2 separate regions of the Arachis hypogaea genome follow, and region 2 is linked to region 1. A link is a contact called in public Hi-C data. All regions are on one chromosome and are shown on one strand. Each heading gives the region's core, a stretch centred on a gene start, on an enhancer-like site or on the middle of the called end of the contact. The rest is flanking DNA. Distances are from core to core; before and after follow the strand shown.

Evidence for each region. Hi-C and Micro-C count contacts between places; a contact is called where the count stands out from the background.
Region 2: a Hi-C map of leaf shows a contact between it and region 1, with 2.9 times the contacts expected there. The contact joins the promoter of LOC140176896 here to the enhancer-like site in region 1. A contact is called at or near these places in 4 of 8 Hi-C or Micro-C datasets (leaf and an unstated tissue).

The regions. Positions count from the first base shown.
Region 1 is chr12:115,371,909-115,375,435 of arahy.Tifrunner.gnm2.J5K5, forward strand. No RefSeq gene overlaps it. Among protein-coding and RNA genes, the nearest start is that of LOC114924879, 13 kb to the left of the region's middle. Within about 2 kb of position 2,128, at least 3 of the 3 cell types and tissues checked have open chromatin away from gene starts, as enhancers often do.
Region 2 is chr12:115,410,874-115,414,565 of arahy.Tifrunner.gnm2.J5K5, forward strand. LOC140176896 reads right to left here and starts at 1,446. Exons shown (of 1, transcript XM_072208455.1): 1 at 1,039-1,446. The coding sequence starts at 1,446. The coding sequence ends at 1,039. It overlaps LOC112728508 (a long non-coding RNA gene), which reads left to right. Exons shown (of 2, transcript XR_003166271.2): 1 at 1-165; 2 at 637-853.

The DNA of each region.
Region 1 (3,527 bases), core at 878-3,377:
TGGTGTCGATACTCCAAAGATTGAATTATATTATTAACAAAACAATCACTAAATATGATTTTAAAATATAATAAAAATTAACTTATAAATATATTTTTTTTGTAAATGACAAAAAAAATTGGTCTAATTTAGTAAAGTAGCTAAATGAAAAAAAAAAAATACGTCTTGAGAGTAATAGAATTTAAGAAATAAAATTTATAAAATAAAATATTTAGTGCAAAATATTAGGATCTTAGTATAAGAATATTAGTAATTTTAAGATAAGAAAAAAAATAGAAGTGTGTGATTATAAACAAACAATAATTATTGAATGAAGTAGATCTTACAAATATAAGTGCATGATAATGAAGATGGAATGAATGAGGTGAGTATGTAAAATTAGAATGATATAAGTGATTAGTATGGTAAAATTATTTAAGAAAAAATTAAAATAAGACAAACATAATATTTAAATTGCTAAAAAGACTTATTCGTATTTTGTCATATAATTTTATTTATCGTTTATTTGTTTAAAGGTCTGTTTATATTTTGGTTATTTGTTTTTTAAATTATTTTAGTGTAATATGTATTTTATTTAATTTGTATTTATTCTTGATGACATTGTTAAAGAAGATAATTCACAAATTAAATAATCATCTCTCCTAATTTTGGGTCGAGTTTATCTAAAAAAAAAGCATACATCGACAAATTAGTTACTATAATTGACTTTCTCACTATGTAAATAAAATCTATTCATTTAATATATGTAAAAGAAAAAAAAATAATTTTAGTTTATTTTATTATTTTTGGTAAAAATAATAAAATAAAATATTTATTGAGGCGACTTATTAAATTGATAAACAATTATTGAATATCTATTTTATTATTTCTTTTTAAGTTAAGATAAGCAATTGAGACTTTGAAATTCTCACTAGGAGTTGCATATATATTCGAGTTATTTGTGAGAAAAATAGAATCTGTAGTAATAATAATGTGTGAGTGAATGTATATTGTGTAATTTCAAAAAAAATATTAAAAGAATATTTTTTTTAGTAACAATGTTCTTCTACCACTAATATCACTGATTTTGGCTAATGAAATAATTTTTTATTAATATATATATATATATATATATTTATATACAAATATATAAGAATTGAGTTTTGGTATGGATATTGAACTTATTTCCTTGATAATCATTTGGTGCTTATTAATCTAATAGTATATAAACAAGAATAAGTATAGGCTTTGCTGCAATAATGTTATTTAATTTCAGAATGTTTAAAGTTATTGTATCGAACTATTGATCGAAAGAAAATAAAATAAAAACAATTCCTTCAAATACTTTGAACTTTGAAGTCACACAACGACGTCCACCAAATAAAAGTCAATTTTCATGATAACTAGGACACACGAAAAAATTAAAATAAAATCCGCTGCACCACAAAAAAATAGATTTGCAATTCACAAAGTCATAGTTTCATTCTTTAATTCCTTCTAGTAAAACTAGTTACTTAATATCATCGGTATATTAAAGATTGACTAATAAGTTGTTAACAACCCAAAAAAGGTTGACCATCCCCCTGTGTAAAAGGTTGACTCCAAGACAAACAATTAACTTACTAATGCTATTAAGGTCTATATTTTCCTTCCTACTTAAGTTTTAATCATATAAAAATGTTAAGCATAAACTCTCATTATATAATTAAGTTTTATTCATATAAAAATTAGAATTATAATTTTTAAAAGAATTTGACAAATTTAAAAAAAATACCTAAGTAATTGTTTTCATATCCATTTTTATTAAAAAATAAATATAAAAACAATCTAGCAAATTTAATAAGGTTTTGATGAAAAACAATTATACTATTATAATGATTATTTTAACAAACTCATATATACAGTCAATTAAAAATACTAAAAGATTCCACACCATATTTAATTATATTAAAATAAATAAACTAAATAACAGAGAGTTGTGGAGTTTTTTTTTTTTCTTTCGGTGTGATGGATTACAAATGATAACTTCATCAAAGAATAAGCCCAACTTATTTATCCACTTATCATTTTTTCCAAGGGACCCAAATACCGTTACAACTTTGGGCCTCACAACTTTGAGCCGTAGGCATTTCTATACACATTTGAAAGTTCCAAAATCTCATGTCCAAAAACTAATGGGCATCTTAGACCCAAAATACCAAAATAAATTACACTAAGGATGATCATAAAAAAATAAAAATTACACTAAGGATGTGTTTAGTTAGGATATCTTTGTATTTCTTCTGGGCTTTATGCACCTTCTAATACCCAAAAAAAAATATATTTATCTATCCTTTCCCAACAGTAAGGCAAATGGAGAGGGGCTATCCGGTTTATGTAATGAACTAAAAGGTTCTAGGGGACCTTCACTTTAAAAGCTAGTTATTATTATTGCAGAGCTCAAATTTTTATAAGGTTCCTTTTTAAGAATTTACTTTCTTTTTCTTGAACTCTTGAAATGGCGGTTGAGAGATATTTATAAATGACTCCAATGTTAAAGTCAACATGTATTTTAGTAGACTGTAGTTAAAAAGAAAAAAGGATCCAAATTACATGAGTTCGTATGATGTTTATAGTAGAGGGCTCTATCTGCTGCAAGTCGTATGGCGGTTACTCTCTTTTACTATCTGGGCGATTTAATATGGTATACTGTAACAAAAATTATTTTTAGTGACAATTTTTTAATAATAATAACATAATAATTATTATATGTTTTATTTAACTTATACTTTTATAATAATTATATAATTGTTATTATTATTATATGTTATGATGATAACTATATATTTTTTGGTAATTAAAAAATCTTTATTTATAATTGTATAATTTTTGTTAAAATCTTGCAATAAAATATAAGATGGTCAAGTACTCTTATACACGCAATTTTTTTTTAAATGAGTTTTATGTATCAACTTTTTAGACATAACTAGAATTTGAATTCGATGTACTTTTTAGCAAAGTAAACATAGTTGTCACTAAACTAAGTCTTGCGGTGCAATTGAAGATCGAGTTTAAAGGACTCAATATGGATCAAATGTGTGTAGGTGACTCGCTTCGCCCTTTGAACCAGGCCAAGTTGGATTGTTGTTGAGCCGTTTTCTATTAGAATCTCTTTTGAGACATTTTATGTCTTTGGAAGTTCTTAATTATTGGATTCATGCACGAATAATAAAGAAAGCAAAGATAACTAACTTGAGTTGATTTAGTAATAAATTCATTTGTCTGCTTAAGTAGTGTTAGAAATTTGAATTCTGTCTTATATATGCAGTAATAATTTATTGGCTAGTAGCAAACTTTTAAATTAAGCTGAGATCTGCGTGATAAATTAATTTTTGGCCTATCAAATTGAAAGATAACGTAAACACAAAAAAAGAGAACAAAAATGAATACAAAAATGGTCCCAAAACAAGCTTTTAAGTCAAACCATACGTAATTAGCATAGACTGCATAGTTATCATGCATCTTAATAAATAACAATAAAGAATTTAATTAATAACATACATATGTAT
Region 2 (3,692 bases), core at 196-2,695, 38 kb after region 1:
GGTTTGGTGGTGGTTGCGGTAGCCTCACCTCTGCTATTTCTGGATACGTGAACTGCACCTTCTCCATTGCAATGATGCCGCTTTTGATCCCATCACCGTTGTTCAGAGTGGTGCCATCCACTGTTCGTACATCAATCTCGACACCGTCAATCCCAATCACGCTAGGTAATTTCAAATCTGCCTTTGAATCTTCTATTCGTTGAATTGCTTGTGTTATCTTATCCTAAATTGTGATTGATGATACTAGAACTGGACCTTCAAATTTTAAATGAATTTTCTAGATTTGAAATTGTGATTGATTTGTAAGATTTGTTGATTCTTCTTGTTGCTGATGCGATTAAAATTCAAAATTAAAATATGATGATTCTCCTTCTTCTACTGTGATGTATTTTGCTTTTAGTTTGAATTTTGGACACATTCTGCAGCAGCATTCTCTGATTCTGCATCCTCATAATCTAAACCTGAAATATGAAATTGTAGAATTGTAAGTATTGAATATTTTGCTTCTGGATATGTTGAATTATCGTTTATTGGTTGAAGATCTTATTCTAATTTGGCTTGAATTGTTAGATATAGTTTGCCTATTGATGATTTTGGTTCTGGATAATCTGATGTTGCACAATTTGCTTCTTCTAGAATCCTCGCATTCAAGGTTACGTTGAACAAATTTTGGCGGAAGTTCCTTTAATTTCTTCAAGTATCTTGGTCTGTTTTTGATAATTTGAATTCAAATATTGTAAGCTAGTTTCTTCATGTATCAAGTCACTTGACAATTCGGTGCCCCAGTATCAAATGGGGTTGAGGTTTGTACCCTTGATCATCTAATAAAAATGGGGTGAGAATGTTAGGAGGATTTGGATTGTCAGTATATTTCTTGAGTAAAGAAATGTGAAAATCAAAGTGGATCCTAGCTGTGGTGGGCAATTCCAACTTATAAGCCACATTTTCAATACATGCCATGATTTTGAACGGTTCGAAATACCTCATAGATAATTTTTTTATTCTTCTGCAATGCCACACAGTGCTGGCGGTACGGCTTTAGCTTAACATACACAAAATCACCCACATTGAACTCGAACTCTGATCTTCCGCCTTCCGATTTGCCTGGATTTTCATTCGCAATTGTGCCTTCTCTAAATTCTTTTTGAGAGATTCCAGTACTATATCGCACTGCAATAGTTGTTCCTGTAGCGCCGGTGTGTCAACAGACTTGGTATCGTACTTGAGAAGGGTTGGAGGGTCTCGGTCGAAGACCACCTTGAACGGGGACATGCCAATAGCATAGTGGTATGAGATATTATAACTATACACAGCCCATGGTAGCAACTTAAACCAGTCTTTCGGGTTCTCCTGCGTGTAACAGAGTAAGTACATTTCCAAGCAGCACTTAAGGACCTCCATTTGTCCGTCAGACTCTAGATGGTATGCAGAACTCCTGGCCAGCATAATTCCTGATTTTCAGTGTACTATTCCCAAATTTGCTCGTGAAATGTTCACTATCTCTCACACAAAAGCTACAACTACTTTTAGGGCCGTAAAATCCAAGAAAGAGGAATAAAGTGCAAAAATTTAGACATCAGCAACCACCAAGATAACGGAGCAGCCGTGAGATAAAGGAAGATTAATGATAAAATCCATCAACATATCATGCCAAATATGAGTTGGGATTAGCAATGGCTCCAATAGTCTGACTAGGGGTTGAGTACTATTTTTTGCCTACTGACAAATAGAGCAAACATTGACATATTCCTTAATGCGTTTAGCCATATGCTTCCAAAAAAATTGGGCAGTCAGGCGAGCAAGTGTCTTTTGATAACCCCTATGTCCCCCAATAATGGAATCGTGACTCTCATGAAGCAAGTGTAGAATCAAAGGTGAAGCAGCTGGTATAACAAGCCTATCATCTCAGTACCATAAGCCGTGATGCATTTGAAGTCTACCCGAATTCTGTTCAGCTTCTGAACTCAGTTTCAACCTGAAATGTTTGAAACTCCTGCTGAAGAAATTGCAGCAGGCTGCTTGTCACCGAAGTGAGTTCTATGAAGGCCCGGGATAACCCATCTGCACCTTTATTATCATACCCTCTCTTATACTCAATGGAGAAGTCATAGTCCAACAATTTTGCTAACTATGTCTGCTGTTCTGAGGTTTGAATGGTCTGACCTTGCAATTCCTTGAGGCTCTTATGGTCTGTTTAGATAAGAAATTTATGTCCAAGTAAATAGTGATGAAATTTGGTGATTAGCAGCGAGGATGGCTTGCATCTCCCTAGTTAGAAAAGTAAGTAATAGGGTGACCCTGCAGGTTAAGGATGACACCAGTCTCCATTCCCGACGCATCCGTCTCTAGGATAAAAGGTTTAGAGAAGTCCAACAAAGCTAAAATAGGAGAATGTGTCAAGACAGTTTTTAGTTGACTAAAAGCTGCCATGGTTTGTTCTAACCAAATAAAATTCTCCTTTTTAAGGAGGTCGGTCAAAGGTGCAGCCAAGAAGGCAAAGTGCTTGATAAACTTTCAGTAATAGCTGGCCAACCCCAAAAATGCGTGGAGTGGCTTGAGAGAAGTAGGAATAGGCCATTGTTTAATAGCTTAAATCTTGGATTCATCCACGCTAACTCCCTCTCTGGATACCACATGACCTAAGTAATCAACTCTTGTTTGTCCAAAAGAGCACTTTGATAATTTAGCATAAGGCATTGTCCCTAAAAATATTCAACACATGCATCAAATGAGTTAAATGAGAATGTCAATTAGGTCTATAAATTAGGATATCATCAAAGAATACTAAAACAAACTTTCTTAATACATCCACAAAAATTGAGATCATCAAACTCAAGAAAATAACGAGGGCGTTTGTCAACCTGAATGGCATCATCAACCATTCGTATAAACCTTGATGTGTGCGAAACACTGTCTTGAAGCAATCCTCAGGTTTCATATGAATTTGGTGATAATCAAACCTTAAGTCCAACTTAAAAAAGTATTGCACGCCAAAAAGTTCATCTAATAGCTCATCCATTATGGGCATTGGGAAAGAATATTTGACCATGACAGCATTCAAGGCCCAATAGTCCGTACAAAACCGCCAAGAGCCATCTTTTTTCTTCACCAATAATACTGGAGAAGAAAACGGGCTAGTGCTCGGATGTATAATGCATTTTTTTAACATTTCATTCACAATTCTCTCGATTTTTTATTTCTAGCTATGTGGATATCGATACAGTTTCACCTTGACTGGTGCTGAGTTAGGTTCTAGGGAAATAGTATGGTCTTGAGCTTGAGACGGAGGCAAACCCCTAGGGATTTGGAACACCGCGTTGTAGGTGTGCAACAAACAAACCAATTTTGGGTTCATATTGGACGATAAATCCAAAGGCAGTTGTAATTCATTCTCCAAAGATCCGAGTTAAAGTGTATAAAGGACAACAATTTAGTGTGTGTGTGTTGCAACCTTTTCAATTGATGAAATTGGGCTTGAGTTGGTGTGTGACTTGTCTCCCGTTGCAAGGTCACTAGTTTGTCACCATCCAAGAATGTGATAAACTTTCGCTTGTAGTTAACCAAGTGAGTGTCAAGTGTTTCTAACCATATATCACCAAGAAGTAATTCTTCATTTGCAATTGGTAAGACAAAGACACTGATGAAAATGGTATGGTCTTTGATTGTAACCGGAACATTTATGACTTTGCCTT